Regions from separate parts of the Callithrix jacchus genome. Here region 2 is linked to region 1. Evidence: chromatin contacts called from public Hi-C data. All regions are on one chromosome and are shown on one strand. Each heading gives the region's core, a stretch centred on a gene start, on an enhancer-like site or on the middle of the called end of the contact. The rest is flanking DNA. Distances are from core to core; before and after follow the strand shown.

Region 1 (6,068 bases), core at 1,433-3,932:
GCCCAAATGCACCTCCCTATAACTTTCACTGGGGAACAACTTTTGCCCCTGGAAAAAAATAAAATAAGTTGGATTCTGTTTATAAACTATTTTTCTCAGCCTTGCAAAAGGTGTATGGTCTGAGTGCCATTTCCTCCTCTGGCCATGCCTTCCGTGTCGATGGCCCTGGTGTGAATGTGTCCCCACCACAAAGGAAGGTCTCCTTGAAGGGAACCCCAGTTGGAGGACCCGGAGAACATTCTGTTTAGAATTCAGCCAAGAGGAGTCATTCATTCAGTGAACTGTACTGAACTGTACTGCCAGGCACTGGAAAGACTGATGACTCGGCCAACGGTCTCCAGAGGAAGACACGTGGGAAAGAAATTGCAGTGTGGTGGGTTAAGACTACAATGCAGGAAGAACAAGGTTCTATCTGAGTGGACAGTCTGCCTCCTAATCTTGGTGTGGGAGCCCAGAACAAAGGAACAGGAAGAAACCAGAAGCATGTGAGCTCCCACCAAGCAGTCTCAACCCACACTTGCTAGACCGGCAGAGTAGGAGCACTAGAAATGATTTTCTAAACAAATTGATATTTTAGAAATTGAAAAAGGAATTGGCGGGGTGCAGTGGCTCACGCCTGTAATCCCACCACTTTGGGAGGCTGAGGCGGGTGGATTACGAGATCAGGAGTTCAAGACCATCCTGGCCAAGACGGTAAAACCCTGTCTCTACTAAAAATACAAAAATTAGCCAGGCGCCTATAATCCCAGCTACTAGGGAGGCTGAGACAGGAGAACCGCTTGAACCCAGGTGGCAGAGTTTGCAGTGAGCCAAGATGGCGCCACTGCACTCTAGCCTGGGTGATAGAGGGAGACTCTATCTCAAAGAAAAGAAAAGAGAAAAGAAAAAGGAATCAATGTAATCAACAGGAAAAAAAGCACATGACTTTCTATACCTTATTCTTACTTTATAGCTTTTGTTTTGGGGTCACCATCACCTTCCACTGAACATAGGACTGACGGCTACACTTTGTCAACATTTTCACATCTCTGCAGTATCCTCATTTTAGAGATAAAGCAACTGAGGCGTAATGATGAAAGTGCAGATGTAAGTGTCAGGGTCTGAACTAACCATGTCAGAGTAACATGGTTAGAATAAAAATGATGCATCCAGGGTGACGTGGCTGGAATATGGAACACAGAGGACTCAAACCCAAGTCTGTCTGGCTGTAGACCTTGTGCTCTTTTTCCTCTGTCCCAGGCTGCTGTCCTGGCCCAAGAGAAATGTCCGTGGCTGTAACAAGGACAATTATTCCATGTCTCCGATCCCAGTACCTTGAGCATCTTGAGCTACAGGAAGGAGAAAAATCTGTTCCTTGGGATTTGTGTGGGGTGGAAGCAGTGAACTCCCCATGATGGCAGGAATCCTTGAACCATTCTCTGTCCCTTCCCCAGAGCCCCATCTTCAACCCACAAACATTTTTCCAGGAAATGACAACCACTCCTACCTGTGGCTCAGCTGTGTCCACCCAGGTCCCGAATCTCAGCAACGAGCTCGGACCACTGTGTGGAGTCACGCAGCCGTGCCCTGGGTGCCTGGCCGAGGGGTGAAGCGGAGCACAAACCCAACCCTCCCCACTCACATGCCATGCACCCTGGTGCAGCTCTGTGTTTTGGGGAGGAAGGGCCCATGTTTCTAATGTGCATAAAGGCCATGATAAGGGCTCTTGGCATTAGGCTGGGGGTTTGCTTTTACATCTGTTCCTTTTTGGGCTCCTAGACCAGAGAAAGCTCTTTCACTGGGAAATAGAAAATCAGGTCGCGGGTACGGCTGGCAAATCCCCAGGATCCTACCCGCTCTGCCTCTGTGGTCGGAACATCGGCATCTCCATCCCACAACCTTTAGGTTTCTGCTGCCATAGCTGGGCACATGTGGAAGAGAAAGTGCTGACCAGCAGGCTGCCCCATCCTGAGAAGAGCCCTGGGGAGTTTTCTTAGACATTTCACGGCAATGGTATAAAAATAGGCCTTCATGTGCTTGCAAATTCCAGAGAGGAAGAAAGCACGGCTGCTCAGGAGAAAATGGACTGACAGCACATGCGAGGGAAGTGGGTTCCCACCGCAGCCAGTGCCGCCCTCCATTAGCTCAGTGACAATGGCTGGGGAGTCGAAAGTGAACACATCAAGCCTGGCTTCCTGCCGGCAAGGTGCAGGAGGCTGGCCGGATGCTGTTAATTTCCCCCCATGCTCCCCAGACAGGGGTTTTTACTCAGCCTGAGAAGTGAGCAAGAAGCCATGAAGGGGGCATTCTAAGATAGCCAGAATCAAGTCCCCGGGAGTAACTGGAAGCACGAGGTGCTGGGAGGTGTCTGGGGAGGGAGGCTAATAACATCCACCCTGATTGAGCGCCATCTGCACACCTATTGTGAAGCACTTGAAATGCTTGTTACAGGGTTTGGAACTGATTTGATCAGGGGCAGGAGCAGCGTGGTCCAGCCACGCATGTTTGTGCGTGCGCATGCGTTGGTGGTGTGCACATGTGTGTGTGTTAGAGCTTACTTCCTGGGCCACGGAGACTGGCTCAGCAGGGGCCTGATGGAAGGCAGGGGAGACGGTCTGGAAGACTGATGATCACCTGCAAGGCCTCACCTGAGGCAGGGCCAAAGAGGCAGAGGAAGAGATGGGCTAGAGAGAATCCCAGGTAGAACCTGTGGGGCTCTGGTTCTGTGCCGGGCTGTCTGTTGAGGTGAATGAGGGGGAGGGACCCAGGATAATTCCCAGACGTGGGGCTTGGTGACTGGGTGTTTCAGTCCCTTACCGCCTCTCAGCTCTGCAGAGACCAGGAATGCAGCCTTCCTTTGACTTCTTTTGTACCCACTCCTATGCTCCACCGCCTGCCTAGGACTAACCAGGTCGCCACTGCTAAGCATGATGAAGGACACGTGATGGTCAGTCGGCTCAGAGAAACTCAACTGTGATTCTGGGCATGGTGGGGTTTTAAAAACACATGCACACACACATGCACACACATGAGCACAAACAGCAGGAGTGGTATTGACAACACTAGAACAATGCTATCACAGGAGAGAGGACTTGGTCTGAACAGACTCAGGGATAACTGCAGCTCACTTCCCTAAAAAGACATTGGAAATGAAGAAAGCACAGCAGCTAGTTGTGCCCATGTGAAAACGCTGAAATGACTCCAGCTAAGAAACAGCCTCAAAAGAGTGTTGGCCCCTTGTGCCAAGGCACGTTTCAAAGTTGTGCCATGTGACCAGCATGTTAAATGGGTCTGTGTTTTTCTGGACTTCATTCCGTATTTGATGGAACAGGAAAAAATGCCAGGGTGATAAGGAGGTCCTCTTTGTAGCAGCTTTACACAAATGCTTGACATTAAACACTCAATTTCTCCAGGAAGTTTCCTTTGGATGCTTTTGACTGAAAGCAAGCGAGCTTGCAAACTGCCCACCCTCCACCCCCCACCATCCCCTCCCCTCTGCACAGAGCATTTAAGGATCTTTCCGGAACAAGTCTGCCTACTGCTGGCAAAGGTCATCCTCACTAATTCAAAAGTGCTGGCCAGTCCACATCCATGGTTATCACTGCCCTCTACCGTCCGCAGTAAACTTTTCCAGCCAACTTCACCAGTGCAGGACCTTTCAGTTCAGAGACACCGGATGGAGGCTTCTGGTCTAACTGCGTCCTGAGGGGCATCCTGATCCACGCAACGTCACAGGCTGCAAGCGCAGCTGTCGGGAGGAACTGCAAAGGCCACCCCTGTACAAGACGGCTTTTCTCTTTTCTCAGTGCTGCCTAACTTTCAGAAAAAGGAAGCAAAACCTCTGCCGGGGGTTGATTTTCACACGGAGATCTTACCTTTTCGTGCAAGTCCCTCTGCAGGGCGACCTCTTGGAGACGCTTTCTCCGAGGTTCTGGGGGGAAGCATTTATTCTCTGCCCCCACTGCATTCTCCCTGTCCCTTCCGTCTGCCCCTTCTTACGTTCTCCATGTTATTGGAGCCCAAGTCTTAGCTGGGAGTGGCTGGAGGGGGTCGTGACAGGAGGTGTGAGGCTGGGACAAAGCTGTGGCTTGAACAGATGCTAAGCAGATCCAAACTGGCATTTTCCTCCTCCTCTCCCTTCTGGGCTCCCACCGCCCTGCACCTGGCTCCTTCAGGGCAGCGGGCACACCCTGCTACCCTGTCTCAAGAGCTCCTGAAAGGTCCATGCTCAGCACCCTCCATAACCCATCTGCTGAACAAAGAAAGCACCATGGAATCCTGAGTCCTGCTTGCTTTTATTCCCGTTTCTCAAGCTTCCCTATTTTCTTCAAGGCCGGGTCACACATGAGCCTGGCACTGGTGGTACCTCTCTGTTCCTCAAGTAAAGAAGAACCACCCCCTTCCCATGTTGGGAGAAGTGAGACAATAAAACATCCTTAATTTGGCCACATTTACTGAGTTTCACTAGATAAAATCAGAATAGAAAATAGTAAAATAATATTTTTTTACATGCCTGGAACTATGACTTAGTGCATTTGTTCTTGCTCTCCTTACAACCAAGGAAGTCTTGACTAGAAGACAAAGGTAAAAGAAGAATCAGAGTATCAAGTCAGCCAAGGGTGATGTTGAGAAAGAGTGGCTGGTTGGACAGAGTCTGGGGAGAATGGCCAGTGAGAACAGGTTATTTCATGTGGGTTATCAGAGGCTGCTGGGAAAACAATTTCAACTGCTTTAGGGCAAAAGCCAGGCTGTAAGGGGCTAAGTACAGATGAATGGTGAAAAAGGAGGTTCCCACAGACACGTCTGGCAGGGCCAGCTGGGAGGGGAGCTTTGGTGGGTTGGTCGGACAGCGGCTCTCCAAGATCAGGAAGTCGGAGCCTATGTGAAGGCCCAAGAAGGAGCCTGCAAGGAGGGATTAGACAAGAAGGGAAGGTCACGGGAGACCAGAGATGTGCAGGGAGATGAAGAAGGAGGAGGCTTTGCCCCTGCTAGGAGCCAGAAATGGAGGAGGGGAGGGCACTGAGACAGATACACTCATGAACAGGGAGAGAATCACCAGGAGTGTCCTGGTGTCTCTGTTTGTTGGAAGGCAAGGTGAGCTGCCAGAGTTAGAGGAAGAGGCAGACAGGGCATTTAGGAGAACAAACATAATCTAGAGCTGCAGGCAAGAGCTGGCCCAGGAAACTGCCAAGCTGCTGCAAGGGTGGCAGGGTTGCCGTGGCTGCTGCTGCCAATCTCAGGGATAGCTCCTGCAGACCACATTTACTGGGGCCAACTCTGCCTGCTGTCATGGTAGAGTGTGTCATATGCAGTAGCTCCATGCAGAATCTGCAGAAAAACTCTATGATGCTGGGCTAGTAGGTTCTGTCATTCTCCCCATTTTGCAGATGAAGCAACTGAGGCTTAGAAAGAGTAGGTGACTTCCCCAGATGGGAGCTGGGGTTAGTCATCATCTAATTAAACTAAAGAGCTTCTGCACAGAAAAAACAAAGAAAACAATAACAAAAAACAATAAACAGAGTAAACAACCTATAGAATGGGAAAAATATTCGCCAACTATGCATTTGACAAAGAAATAATATCCAGAATCCACAAGGAATTTAAACAAATCAATGAGGAATAAAAAACAACCCCCATTAAAAAGTGGGCAAAGGACACGAACAAGACACTTCTCAAAAGAAGACAGAGAAGCAGCCAACAAACGGATGGAAAAAAATGCTCAACATCACTGATCACCAGAGAAGTGCAAATCAAAACCACAATGAGATCCCATCTCACACAAGTTAGAACAGCTATTATTAAAAAGTCAAAAAATAACACAGTGGCATGGTTGCAGAGAAAAGAGAATGCTTACACACTGATGATGGGAATGTAAATTAGTTCAGCCACTGTGGAAAGCAGTTTGGAGATTTTTCAAGGAATGAAAAACAGAATTACCAGTCAACCCAGCAATCCCATTACTGTATTACTGGGGATACACTTAAAGGAAAATAAATTGTTCTGCCAAAAAGACACTTGGACTGCATATTCATTGCAACACTACTCATCAGAGCACAGAGAAGGAATAAATCAAGGTGCCTATCAATGGT
Region 2 (6,218 bases), core at 1,171-3,670, 100 kb after region 1:
GAGCTGGGGAAGAAAGGCTGGCTCTGCAGCTTCACTGCTTTTCCCCTCCTTGGCAGAAAGTCTCCTCCTCTGAAGCTTGTGCCCCCATCTCTGCTACCTCCTAGGCTGGTCCTCATCATCACCACTGCCCACCCTCACAGTGAGCCCGTCCCCAGTCCCCCATCAGCCTCTGCAGGGGGTGACGTACACCCACCCATCCATCTCCCCATGCCTCTGCTCCCAGGACCTCCGCCTCCTCCAATGGACCTCAGCCAGCCTCTCCCATGGTGGCGACTTCTCACTGTTTGACCACAACTTCCTACTTTTCCAGCCCTCTCAAGCTCCCACAAAACTCAAACTATTCTTTGACCACATTGCTACTTCCCGTCCCCGGCCTCCTCCATACTTGTCACTCCTCCAGACTCCCGGCCTCCCTTCACTCCCTCTGCCTCTGGACCCACAGCTTGGCCTCTCCAGACACTCTCTCATCGACATCTTAACTGCCTCGACTCCTATCCTTCCGTGGCACCCTGAGTCCGTGGAAAGCCTGCATTGCCTGTATCCACCCACCTGGGTACCACTGGAGGGAAACCGCACTTACACAGTGATGCCACCTCACACTTGTGGTCTGCAATCTCAAATGGGGTCTAAAGGGTTTTTTTATTATTATACTTTAAGTCCTGCGGAACATGTGCAGATCGCCCAGGACTGTTACACAGGTATACACATGCAATGGTGGTTTGCTGCCTCCATCCCCTCGTCACCTACATTAGGTATTTCTCCTAATGTTAGCCCTCCCCAGTTGCCCCACCTGCTGCTATCCCTTCCCTAGCCCCCCAGCCCCCAACAGGCCCCAATGTGTGATGTTCAACATTGTTGAACAATGTTCTCGATGTTCAACACCCTCGTATGAGTGACAACATGCAGTGTTTGGTTTTCTGTTCTTGTGTCTGTCTTCGGTTACTCTCCTTCCTGTGAATTCAACCCAGGGCCACCCCAAACTTCAGTCTCACACACATGAGCAAACCTCTTCCCACCCAAGGCACACTGCCCCATTTTCTATCTAATCAAGACAACAAAAGCTATGAGAATTAACCCCTCCACTTCTGACACACTTGGCCTCGCTGGCAGCTCCTCCCTTATGCCTCAGAGCATGAGTACGCCCTTCGGTGGGCTGGGGGCTCTTCCTCGTCCTCTGGACCCATCTCTCCCCAGCCTCACTCCTGGGCCTTCCAAATCTCTGGCTATCCCCATTCTTTCCCTCCTTACATGAATGCACTCACGATCTTCCCATCCTTAATAAGTACCCCTCCCAGAGCCCCTTGCTTTTTTATTTACATTCAAACTGCTCAAAGAATTGTTCCCATGCATCTTCAAGTCCTCATCTCCCAATCAGTCCTCAGCCCACTGTAGTCTGGCTTCTGTCCTCCAGGTCCCTGCGACTTCGTGTGAGGGGAAGGAAACTTCGAATGCAGGCAGAGCCATGTTCTGCATATCACAGCTCCCAGGGCAGTATGAATCCCATGTGTGAGAAAGAGCTGAGGCCTTGGGATGCAGTGAAGCAGGCCTAAGAGCATTTCTGGCACTGGAAGACAGGCTCCTGGAATGCATGTGCACGTGTGGGCATGCGCATGTGAGTGCTTGTGTGTCCATGCCTGAGGTCACGTGGCAGAGTGGCAGTTTCACATCTACTACTTTGTGGCATCTGAGGCCTGCTGTGATAGGCCTGGCTGTGCTAAAGTAGGAACCACACCAAACTGGCTGTAATTTAGGTCCTTTGTGACTATGACCAGACTTCCCAAATCAAAAAACTCATGATAGGCAGGACATGTGAATTGGGAAGCCCCTTGGGAAAAGCTGGAAAAGCCGATTGCACACACACATCAAGGGACAGAAACCATGACAGAGGACCCTGCCTAGATTCCAAGTCAACAAACTACTGGCTCACGAGGCAGCCTCTGCCTCTTCCAGGCCCTCACACAAAGGGGGCTTCTCTCGCCTGATTGTAAGAAGAGGAAAAGCAAACAGGGTGTGCCATGCCAATTGGAAGCAGATGCTCCACCCCTCCCCTGGACAGCAGCCACAGCCACCACACAGTGCGGGGATGAGGGTGGACTCGTGGACTCAGTCATCCCCGCAGTGCTGAGCAGCTCAGATGCAGCCACAGGCCCTTTCACTGCAGGCCCAGCAGCTGAGCCTATTGTGAGAACCAAGTGGCCTCGGTGGTGTTATAAACTGATCCCTCTTAGTAAAGCACATGCCGGAAACACACCTTATCTTCTTATTTGTCACAGGGGGAACGAAATGGTTCACAGAAGCCTGGGTTTGAACCTTGACTGTATAAAAACAGACTCACAGACAGGCTCATGAGATAGTTCCCCAGAGTGGAGAGTTTCTGTTTCTGAATGACTTGGCCTAATACAACGAGCCCTTTGTACCCCCGCACTGTTATTTCATCACTGACACTGATCTCCAATGTCAAACAAATGCCACTCTTCATCTCTCTTCCTCTCTATGTTCTGAGGCACCAGGAATCATCATTTCCTGAGGTTAGCACGCTGTGAAATATTATCTCCAGGGCAATTTTGACACCAAGAAATCAAAGTCATTGTTTCTTCATAAAGGGAGGCTGTGTACAGGGAGAGCAAACTGGGGCAGGGAGATATGTGCCCTTGTTTCCATTTGGGCAGGAAAGCACACCCTGCTATTAAAATGTATCCCAAGAAACGGGTGGATGTCCAAGCTGCAGTTCCGTCTGCACCGAGGGAACACATCCATGTTTCTGTTATTGAAACTCATGTCTTGTTTTGATTAGAAACTCCAAGGTCATTGGTGACCAAAATGTTCTCCATCTCCTCTCTACTGTTTAACTCAAAGCAGAAGCTGGAAGATGGAAGGAAAGGATCTTGGTGAGGAAAGTAAGGCAGGATGAGCGTTTATGATGGACGCAGAGACTCTGGGAATCCCCGGGCAGTCACGAGACACATGTCCCTCTTGGACTGGTGGGAAAGCGTGCTGAACTCACAGTCGCAATGCGGTTTATAAAAGGAACCATCACCAAAAATGACCACCGTGAGGGGAGAAAATGAGGATAGCTCAGGGGGCCCAGGACTCAATATGAAAGGGATTCATTCAAAAACAACTGAGGCTATCAGCCCAAACTGTGGACCATGGATACAGGGGGAACGCAATTGTCACCAACAGCACGTTTTCCAGTTCATCAGTAACCAAGAATTGAGAAGGCCTGGAGAATTGGGAAGGCCTGGAGGCTTGGCTGGTGGGGAGGAATGTCAAGGCAGGCCCTTCCTTATGTAAGTGGGTACAGATGTGAATTTTGCTAAGAATAAGAATGATGGAATGATTTGTGCCTTCCTGTCAACACTGCCAAACTTCCTACCATATCTTAATCAAACAAAAAAAGATAGTCTGGGGCTGGGCCTGCCTTATCCTTCATGGATGTCACGTATGTAACCCCGTGGGCACTTGTGATCCAGCAAACTTTCCATGAGGTGGTCTGCACTCAGGATGGCCCCGTGGACCCAGCTAAAGATGCTGTCACATGGCCAGTGGGCAATACAGTTCTTAGGAAAACCCAGTTTTCCATCCTGCATCCAAAATACAGCTGCCCTGGTTTCTCATCTCTCTTCTTATTTCCATGGTAGCAATCAAAGACTTAATCTTGACAGTTTTTTCTCAACTTGAACTCTAGGGCTTTTCAGCAAGAATGAATTCCTCTGTTTGCTTTATAAGCAATGAACATCAATTTTAATGGATTCCTTTTTAAAAGACATCAGGCTTTTAAAAAATACTTAATAAAATACTTTTCTTAAAGCCCTGTCTTTTAGAAAGGAACCTTAAAACTGACATTTATTGCTTCTAAAGCAAACAGAGTTAATGACTTGTTACTTACCTGTTGATCTTCTATGCTAGGATGTGGTAGGGTCACTAATAGCCAGCTGCCACTGGGCCAAATACTGTCACAGAGTGAGGGAGCAGGAAGATGGTCACACTGCAGGCAATGGCTTTTTCAATGACAAAAGATGTTACATTCTTGTATCTTTCACTAAGGTGATTGTTGGCTATTGGCTTCTTCTTCTTCTTTTTTTTTGAGACTGAGTTTTGCTCTTGTTGCCCAGGCTGGAGTGCAACAGGGCGATCTCAGCTCACCGTAACCTCTGCCTCCCAGGTTCAAGCGATTCTTCTGCCTCAGCCTCCCAAGTAGCTGGGACTACAGGCATGTACCACCATGCCCAGCTAATTCTGTACTTTTAGTAGAGAGGGGGTTTGTCCATGTTGATCAGGCTGGTCTCAAACTCCCAACCTCAGGTGGCCTGCCCGCCTTGACCTCCCAAAGTGCTAGGATTACACGTGTGAGCCACCGTGCCTGGTCTTGGCTTCTTTAAGTCTAAGGAAAATAAAATAAACTTACCTTGAAAATTTACTGGGACCTTCACCATCTTCATCGTCGAAGTCCATTCTGAAAAGTCAAGATTGCAAGTGAGTACTGATTATCAGGAGAACATTTTAACTGGTAACAGGAGCTGCTGGAACAAGAGGAGCTTTATTCACGAGGCCTGCTATCGATTGGTCCCAAACTTTGGCAGTGGAACAAGCAATATCTCTACACGATCATCACACAGGTTCAAGACAGGAAGAGGCAAAATGAAAGGTCTTGAGGATAAGCACCATTAATTCTATGGCTGGGAATATTCAAGTATCAACCTGTCTCCTCCAGAACTCCATATGCCTTCCCTTCTTAGAACTCTTAGCAGCCAATGGATTGCTCTGGCTATGATGGAAAGGTGTATTTCCTTGTCTCTCGCCATCTTTGGAAATACCTGCTCCCCTCCACATCATCTATTCCATATTGAAACTTGTTTCTTCATTTATCGTACAGTATATTAACAGCCTAAAAAGGCTCAGGGGATTGTGAAAACAAGTTTTCAGGGTGAAGGGATCACAAGGAAAAGAGAACATACTGCTGGTTGTGCTGCTTGAAAATGTGGCTGTTCTTGATGAGTCAAAGTGAAAAGGACATTTAAGGCCATTGCCCTATTAAATCCAGGAGCAAACATGGTTGTTGGGGGGGAAATGGCTGTTTGGGGCCCAAGTTACTCAAATCGGTTGTGCTGGTGGAAACTGGCCAAGTAATTATTCAGAGTCACCCTTTACTGGATCTCTCAGTGTCAACATAAAACAAAAAGTCTTGAAAGATACTTACTAAACTAATATCTCAAACTCTTCTCAAAAAATCATGCCTCTCTAATGGTAATTCACATGCTTCCTGAACATGTTAGGGCAGAGGGCATATTTCATTGGTGTCAAGTATACCCACAGTCCTTGAGGAACAAAAGGAAAAATGACACAGATGTCTGAGCTCTCCTGGACATCCAGGGTGAGTGGAGCTCCTTGGAGACAATGTCTCAGAGCCCCTGCATTCCCCGTCTTGTTCTCTGTAATCCTGGTGGACTGGATGAGGCACAGCTCCCATGAAATCCAAGCAGAAGGGAGGCCAGCCTGCCTGGCAGACTGGACGAAGAAATTCCTTGTCTGAACAGCTCAGTATCAGAATGGAGTGTGTATTAAATGACCACTGCTACAGATTCTAGAGCTGCTGGCCTCCCAGAAAGGGTGACCCCCCCACCCCCAGACTCTAAGGACAGGGCTTCAGTGGCTAAATGAGTGACTTGGAGAAGGCACAGGACACCCAGGTTACCAGGAAACGGCCAGGTTACACAGGGCAAGCCATCTTTGCACAGGCACACCCGAGAAGCCCTGAACAAGACAAATCACAGTCTCTAGGGGCTTTGGGGAAACTTGAGGGACCTAGGGACTGGAATCATATAAAGCAGAAAAGTATTTTCTTCTTAAAATTAGTACCTTCTGCTTTTGTTTTATGTGCAGCATAGCCAAATTTCTGATCTGGGCCTTATTTTGTTTGGAATGACCTGATAGAATCCCTGCTAATTTGGAATGTCTGGTTCTCAGACACAAGGGCTATGCTAAGAGTATAGGAACAGAAGGAGTCACATAATTGGAAAAGAGGACAGGATGACAACAGAAATACCTATGAACAAAGAGAAGAGGAGCTGGGGAAGAAAAGCAAAAGAAAGAAAAAGTACAGTTAAAGGGCCATGCAGACACCTCTAAGAGACAGACACACACCTCTGCAAGGTAGTTTGGAAAACCAGGCAGCACAGCAGCTTTAGAGTTGCCGATGCTGTGGACAAGTGGGAGTT

The links. Hi-C and Micro-C count contacts between places; a contact is called where the count stands out from the background.
Region 2: a contact with region 1 is called in a Hi-C map of induced pluripotent stem cells, with 1.7 times the contacts expected there. The contact joins two enhancer-like sites. A contact is called at or near these places in 2 of 3 Hi-C or Micro-C datasets (induced pluripotent stem cells and skeletal muscle).

Annotation. Positions count from the first base shown.
Region 1 is chr6:27,036,764-27,042,831 of calJac240_pri, forward strand. The region is part of intron 12 of ARNT2 (aryl hydrocarbon receptor nuclear translocator 2); the gene reads right to left. Among named protein-coding and RNA genes, the nearest start is that of ABHD17C, 120 kb to the left of the region's middle. Within about 2 kb of position 2,683, at least 3 of the 16 cell types and tissues checked have an H3K27ac peak or open chromatin away from gene starts, as enhancers often do.
Region 2 is chr6:27,137,186-27,143,403 of calJac240_pri, forward strand. ARNT2 (aryl hydrocarbon receptor nuclear translocator 2) reads right to left here. Exons shown (of 19, transcript XM_078326917.1): 3 at 4,409-4,456. Among named protein-coding and RNA genes, the nearest start is that of ARNT2, 51 kb to the right of the region's middle. Within about 2 kb of position 2,421, at least 3 of the 16 cell types and tissues checked have an H3K27ac peak or open chromatin away from gene starts, as enhancers often do.